2 separate regions of the Ovis aries genome follow, and region 2 is linked to region 1. A link is a contact called in public Hi-C data. All regions are on one chromosome and are shown on one strand. Each heading gives the region's core, a stretch centred on a gene start, on an enhancer-like site or on the middle of the called end of the contact. The rest is flanking DNA. Distances are from core to core; before and after follow the strand shown. Region 1 overlaps FGFR2 (fibroblast growth factor receptor 2). Region 2 holds the start of FGFR2 (fibroblast growth factor receptor 2).

The links. A called contact is a pair of places that touch in the nucleus more often than the background predicts.
Region 2: a Hi-C map of hypothalamus shows a contact between it and region 1, with 3 times the contacts expected there. The contact joins the promoter of FGFR2 here to the enhancer-like site in region 1. A contact is called at or near these places in 3 of 16 Hi-C or Micro-C datasets (hypothalamus, liver and skin fibroblasts).

The regions. Positions count from the first base shown.
Region 1 is chr22:41,023,984-41,027,172 of ARS-UI_Ramb_v3.0, reverse strand. The region is part of intron 5 of FGFR2 (fibroblast growth factor receptor 2); the gene reads left to right. Among named protein-coding and RNA genes, the nearest start is that of FGFR2, 65 kb to the left of the region's middle. Within about 2 kb of position 1,407, at least 11 of the 54 cell types and tissues checked have an H3K27ac peak or open chromatin away from gene starts, as enhancers often do. A contact at or near this core is called in hypothalamus, where this site is marked.
Region 2 is chr22:41,089,441-41,093,060 of ARS-UI_Ramb_v3.0, reverse strand. It overlaps FGFR2 (fibroblast growth factor receptor 2), which reads left to right and starts at 2,032. Exons shown (of 17, transcript XM_060404525.1): 1 at 2,032-2,476.

The sequences.
Region 1 (3,189 bases), core at 158-2,657:
TGCTGAACTCAGAATATGTATTTTTAAACATTTCAGTAAAAACACAGATATGAGATGCCTGTTGGCTTTTCTGTACACATATATCGCTCCCCTTATAAAGAGCAAAATCTGGTTTCTATAATATCTGTGCGTTAAACATGCTGCCTAAAAGGAAATCCTTCCTGGTAGAGGAGATATGACTTCTGTGATTACAGAACAGGAGATGGGCCAGCTCTAGGTTTAATTCTCTCATCCAGAGAGAATTCACTGACTGATTCTTTTTATGGGCTTCCCTGGTGGCTTAGTGGTAAAGAATTCCGTCTGCCAATGCGGGACACGTGGGATCGATCCCTGGTCCAGGCAGGTCCCTGGGAGGAGGAAATGGCAACCCGCTCCACTATTCTTGCCTGGGAAATCCCATGGACAGAGGAGCCTGGCGGACCACACAGTCCATGGGGTTGCAAAGAGTCGGACACGATTTAGCAACTGAACAACAACAAATTCTTTTGTATCAGCTTGCTGCCCCCCTCAAGAGTTGTAGACCCAAGGGCATTGGTGTACCCCCAGGGCTGAGGAGAGCACGTTTGCTCTTGGAGGGGCTTCATGCCCATTTTCCTGGCCCTGGCTTTGTCCTGCTTTCCTAGTGCCTGCTGGCCTGGGCCTTAGAGGGACTGCCCGCTTCCTGGGGCTGCCCCCCAGCCTGCTCTTCTACCTGCTATCTGCACCCCATGCTCACCCCAGTTTTTCAGAAGTTAGAACGGGAGTCCGGGCGCTGTCATCCTCTCACTAGTGATCCCCGTTCTTGGGGGTCTGATGGACTCAAGGGAAGAGTGGTTGCTGAAGGATCTGAGAAAGGGGAACGCCGTTCTTGGCAGAGCCTGGCATCCTGGGATCTCTTCCAAGATGCTTCAGGCCTCATTCTCCGACTTGTTTAAGGGCAGAGAATAAGGTTGCAAAGGAAATCAAAGCCTGATGTGGAGAAACGAAACATGAGGCCTACTGACTTTTTAAAAACATTTTAAATAACATTCTCTAAGGTTTCATTTTATACTGAAGGCAGCTGTAATAAGTTTTGGAAGGCGGTGTAAGGTTTCGATTACAGAGCGATCCAGCTTGCAGTTTTTGTACCCAAAGTGAGAAAGGGCCGAGGGGGAGAGGGGGTGGCTCAGAGGTTATTTTGTATAAGGTGAGAAAATTTGAAAGGATGAATTCACCACTGTAAGCGGTAACGTTTGGTATGCTGTAATTTGCAAATGCAATAACATGAAACCATTGGGAAGATGGTGCTTTTTTTTTTTTCTTTTTTTGGGTGAACATAGTCCGGATAGCAATGGAATAACTTAATAACTGGAGCAGAGCAGCACGTTGACCACAAGTAAAACAAGACTGCAGCTCCATCGTGGGCCCTGCCAGTGTTGCCCCAGTGATGAAGTTCTCTGCTGAAGGCTGGCGCAGACCAGGGCTGCCGTGCCGTATGAAAGCCCTCATTGTTCACGGCATCATTATTTGGTATTACACGCACAATGTTTGCTTGTGAAACGATTTATGAGAAACAAGCATGTTGAAGAAAGGGGACTTGGTTTGAAATTCAGTTGATCTGGCTTATGACATTTACGATTTTATAGTGCCTTTGTTTCTAAGAATAAATATTTAGGTCCACTGTAAATATTTATCTTTTGAACACGCAAACACACACACGCAAAACTGGAAAACTGAGCCGGAGAAGGAACTGATACCTAACATTCATTTCTCTGCGGGAAGGAGTAAAGTGCCTCAGTATTTGATAGGTGCAAAGGAGCCTGTTTTGTGAGCTCAGCCGGCAGTGTCCAGCGCCCCTTGGGCTGTTAAGTCTCTTAGGAGGAGGCCTGGTGGGGAGAGTGTGTGTGGACTTAACTCTGTTCTTTTCACGTGCGTGGGGTGAGCTGGGGTTGAACCAAAGCACTGTCCCTGCTGGCTTCTGGCGGGTCCCCGCTGCATCCACCTGGCCATCAGGCCTGACCAGGAGGCTCACAGTGGCCCATCACTGGGATGGCGTCTTAGCTGAGCAGTGAGTGTTTCTAGTGATGCTTGAAAGGATTCCAGTTTTGAGATTTTCTGCCCCCATGACTAGGAGCCTCGACTTCTGGGCTCTTTTGCTTAGCCCATGTGGGTGAAACCGTGGCACATGAATGCCTTCTTTGGGCTCTGCAACCCTATCTTTTTAATGTAAAAATAAAGGTGTTTGTGAATTGATGGAAGATGCTAGAATGAAATGGGCTAAAGAGTAACTGCTAGCACTTTTTCTTTTCTTTTTTAAGTTTTTAAAGGCCAGCCACAGGCTTACGCAGTAAAATCAATTTGCACATGGTCTGGCTCCTGTCCAACAAATTCCACTAAATGACATTTTAATCTGAAAGCCCCATATAGAAAGGCTTAGATAGCTGTCGTTCTAATTTGCTGTTTCTAGTGTGATGCTTGGGGATGCTCAGGTGTGGTATGGAGACATCTTTGGTTTATCGGGCTGGTTGGGATGTCCTCATTTCCCTTGGTGATGTTTTAGGCTGGAGGTTAAAGGCAGTGGTACCCACAGTGTGGGGAGGGATACAGGAGCAGGTACGTGCAGGTAGGTGGGCATGGGGTGATATTCGTGCATGGACTCTTTCTGTGTGTGACTCTTGACCGAGCCGCTGTGGAGGGAGGCTCTGGTCCGTTTGTGATTATGTGGACTATCTTTGTGGACAAGATCGTGCAGCAGGCTGGTCTGTTACTTGATTCTTGAGGAACCTTATGTAGTTGTTCTGCATCTTGATGCGGTTGCCTCTGCAGGGTTTCTGTAAAGACCACCCCTGAACTGGAAAGTTTCCCTAGAGAGACGCAGACAAGCGAGGGTGGAAAGTAATTGCTGGCTTACCCACTGTGGGGCCTCCTTGAAGACGGTCTGAGACGGTGCCAGGATTTGTGAACCAGTGTTGCTTTGTGTTTCTTTTGGTGCCACATCTGAATAAGCTGAGGAGCGTTGGCCTGTGCGTCTAGGTGGGACGCACAGCGACCCGTAGTACTTACCAGGGAGGTGAACAGGGCGTGGGACAAAGAATGACCAAATGGAGTGAATTCCACAGCAAAGGGATGAAACCAGTTGTTCGTTACTTTTGGCTTTAGATTTTAGTTTATTTTCTTTTCAAAACAAGGGCTGTAAATCTTCCCCAGAGCATCTTAGAAAGGTGCGGGGAG
Region 2 (3,620 bases), core at 783-3,282, 65 kb before region 1:
CCCTCTGAGGTCACTTGAAGCCTAAATATGATGACAGGATTTTTTTTTTTTTTTTTTAAATTCCAAACATGGTTTTGCTTTTCTCTAAACCAAAGAGTTTGCTGTTGTGGGCTTGCGGGCTTCACTCACTTGAAAACGGACACTCTTAAGGGAATAAGGGGCTTTTGATGGATGGGTGTCTTTTTATTCCTATAAAGAATAAATTCTGCAGACTGCATCTGGACACTGAAGTAGGTGTTCTTATTTGTCATTTTCAGCGGAAGGCTTCCTTTTCATTCAGGGTACACAGAGCCACTGATGAACAATGGGTAGGGATGGCAGCTTCCTGCACCAGTAATTTATGTGAGAACGTGTTAACAGCATTTTCAATGGCTGATGGATTCCTTGCAGGATGGGAAAGGAATCTGTCCTGAGAGACTTGAGTTCCCCACTGGTGGGGAATATAAAGTTGTAAGTGCCAGCCTCCAAGCAGGCAGACACTCAGCCTGGTCTGAGACATTGAAAAGCATTGATGTGGTCAGAACAACTCAGGTGTGGGAGATGGTTGAGGTCACCTGGCTAAGGTGTCTCCGTGAATTAAATGATAATGGGACTGATCCAGGTTAAAAGACTTGACCAAAAACCATAGCCTGCCCCTAAGCATAGGAACTGATTATTTTATTTTGCTTGAGACTCAGACTATTACTTTTGCTGTCACATTTCCAGAACAGAATTTCAGAGCCATTCGCCTGAAGCATTTCAACGGATCTGTACTCTTGGTGTTTCGGTAATTTTACATAAAAGTTCTCTGAGAGGTATTGTGAAGAAGAATGATTTTCTAATGATGTGGCACCCTGAAAAAATATTTTCGTAAATGTTGTGAAGTGTGCAGTGTCAATGACCCATAAGCAACTGCCTTTCTAAATGCAGGAAAAGTCGATTTCCCAGGTCAATTTGGTACTGCTGCTCCATCCATCTTTAGGACTCCAAAGCACTTCTGGGTTTAATGACCTTTTCTAAGAAAAAATAATTAAGGTTTTTATCTATATTGTCTTGGACTTAAGGCACCACTGCTTGGGAGCTGGATGAGTGGGGAAGGAGAGCAAGTATGTTAAAGAATAAATTATCCCGTAGACACAGCCTAGTGGAAAAGGTAAATGGAAGATATGAACTTTAACCAGTTACAGCTTGGCATTTAGTTGAAGAATCTTAAGATTCAGAGAGAGGAATTGATTTGCTTAAGGTCATACAGCTATTTATAGCAGAGTTGAGTCCTTAGAATCTTCCGAATTTATTGATCCAAATACATAGCACCAAACACTATTTTTCCCCCTCAGTTTTGAACTTTTCCCTAAGACAGCCAGATTCAAAGTCAGGCTCAGCTGCTGCCATTAACCAGCTGGTTAACCCTGGACAAATAACATCTCTCAACCTGTTTCCTTAGCAGAAACTGGGACTATTACTCTGCAGGGTGGCTGTGCGGTTGAAAAAGGAGACTCTACTCCGTGCGCCCTGCCTATAGCAGAACCTCCGTAAACACTCGCTTCTCTGCTCATCGCTATCGTTTTGATGGGCAGACAGGCATGCCCCAGGTTACTTTCTCTCGTCTCAAAGTTTCAGTTGCATTCTATTTCTCCCCCACGCGCCCCAATACCACGCAGATGCAGTTTAAAGTCTCGTGGCCGCGGGTAGGGGTGGGTAGAGAGCAGGCTTTCTGTCATTTGTTTTGACTTGAAACGAGACAGCGTAACGTAACCACCCGGCAAACCGTGGATCAGGCGAACTGCCCAGGGGAGGAAGGGGGCGCGGGCCCCGGCCGCATCCACGGAGGATGCTGCCTGCTGCCCCTCTGCGCCCCGGTGCGGCCCGGGGCCCCTCGCCCTCCCCGCCGGGGTCTCGGGGCCGCTCGCAGGCGTCGGGAGCCGCGCCGAGTCGGGGCGGCGGGGCGCGCGGCGCTGATTGGCAGAGCGGGCGCCGCCGTCCAGGAAACGGCTCGGGTTTCAGCGGGGGCGTGACCCGCCGGGAGGGGGCGGCGGCGGCGGCGGCAGCCTCGGAGAACGCCGCGGAGAGCCGAGCCGGCGGGCGGGCGAGCAAGGGAGTGAGCGCGGCCGCCACAAAGCTCGGGCGCCGCGGGGTCTGCGCGCGGCGTAGCTGGCCCGGCGCGGCGACTCCTTTCCAGGCTGGCGGGGCCCGGGCGCCCCGAGGCCGCGGCTTTCCTCCGCGCTCCAGTCGTTCGCAAGTTGCGAGCGAAGTTTGGTGGAGGAAACGCCAAGCCCAACTCCTTTCTTCCTCCCGCTCCCCAAATCCGAGCGCAGCCCGCGGGCGTCATGCCTGCGCGCCTCCGCAGCCTGGGGTGCGCGTGAAGCCTCGGAACTTTGGCGCCGGCGAGGACCACTTTTTTTTTTTTTTTTTTTGCTGGGAGTTGGTCGTTTGCTCCATCCCGACCCACGCTGGGCGCGGGGACAGACCCGATCGCCGGGGATCGTTGCCATTCAAGGTAATCGCCGAGTCGGGCGCCTCGGGGGAGCTTCGCGGGGCGGGAGAGTGGGTGCAGTGGAAGCCCGAGACACCCGGTGCACGGCCTCCGGAACGGAGGGCTGGCCCTGTGGAGGCGGCTCCCTGTCCTTCCTCTTTGGCTGCATAGGTGATGGGGGAGCTGGGTGCCTGCTGACGGCTGGCGTTTGGGCAGTGCTGCCGCTTCCACCCCCATCCAGATGCTGACATCTGCTTCTGGCGCTGACACCCCCCGCCCCCGCCCGCCTCCCTGTCAAACTCCGGCCGGCGCACTCCCACTGGCGGGGCGCGATCCTCCGACCCCAGAGCTGGCGGGCGAGCGGCGGGGCAGCCTCGCTGGTGGCATAGCCCGGTAGGTCCCAGACTCGGAGGGGACATCGTCGAAGGTGCCTCGTTCCGAGGCCCGGGGAGCCCCCACTCCGTTCCATCCAGGCCCGGGCCGGGGACCCTTCCCCGGGAGGGGTCCGCTGAGGTGGGGCTGGCAACACCTCTGTAGGGTAGGCGAGGGCTCGGGGCGGGGGGTGGCACTCTGGGAGGGGGGCTGCTCCGGTTCCCCGATTGCAGTGCCCTTCGGCCTCCCTGGCCCGCAGCCGCCGTCTCGGCTGGAGGGAGCGCGGCTCGCCTGGGGCTAGGGGGCGAACTGGACCGACTTTTTCTAGTTCGCTGCCTGCTCTACCGGCAGCAGCTCGGAGATGTCGAAAGCGCAGGCGAGTTCTAACTTGCGCGCTCATTCTTTCAGCTCCAGGGCCGCGCCGGGGAGTCAGCCGAGGGCTGGGCCCGGCGCTGGCTCCGACCCTCGCGGCCACCGGGCCAGGCGAAGGGGTCCGGCTCGGGGCCGTGGAGCCTCAGCCGCTCCCCTCGCCTCCCGCTCCTTTGCAAACTCTTCTCCGGACCTTCCTTCCTCTCGCCCAATTCAATAAAACCACCCTTAAAGGCAAACCTTCTTTCACCCATTATGTGTTTGGCGTGAAGCGCTATCAACATTTAAAACCCCATTGTCCCCTGGGTCCCAAATCCCTGTAAATCTTCCACCGGCCTCGACTCATTTTCATCTGAAAAGCCTGTTTAGTTTGAATAGAAAAGCAATCGGGCGCCCCTCTCTCTCGCCCTGGAATGTCAATTAAAAT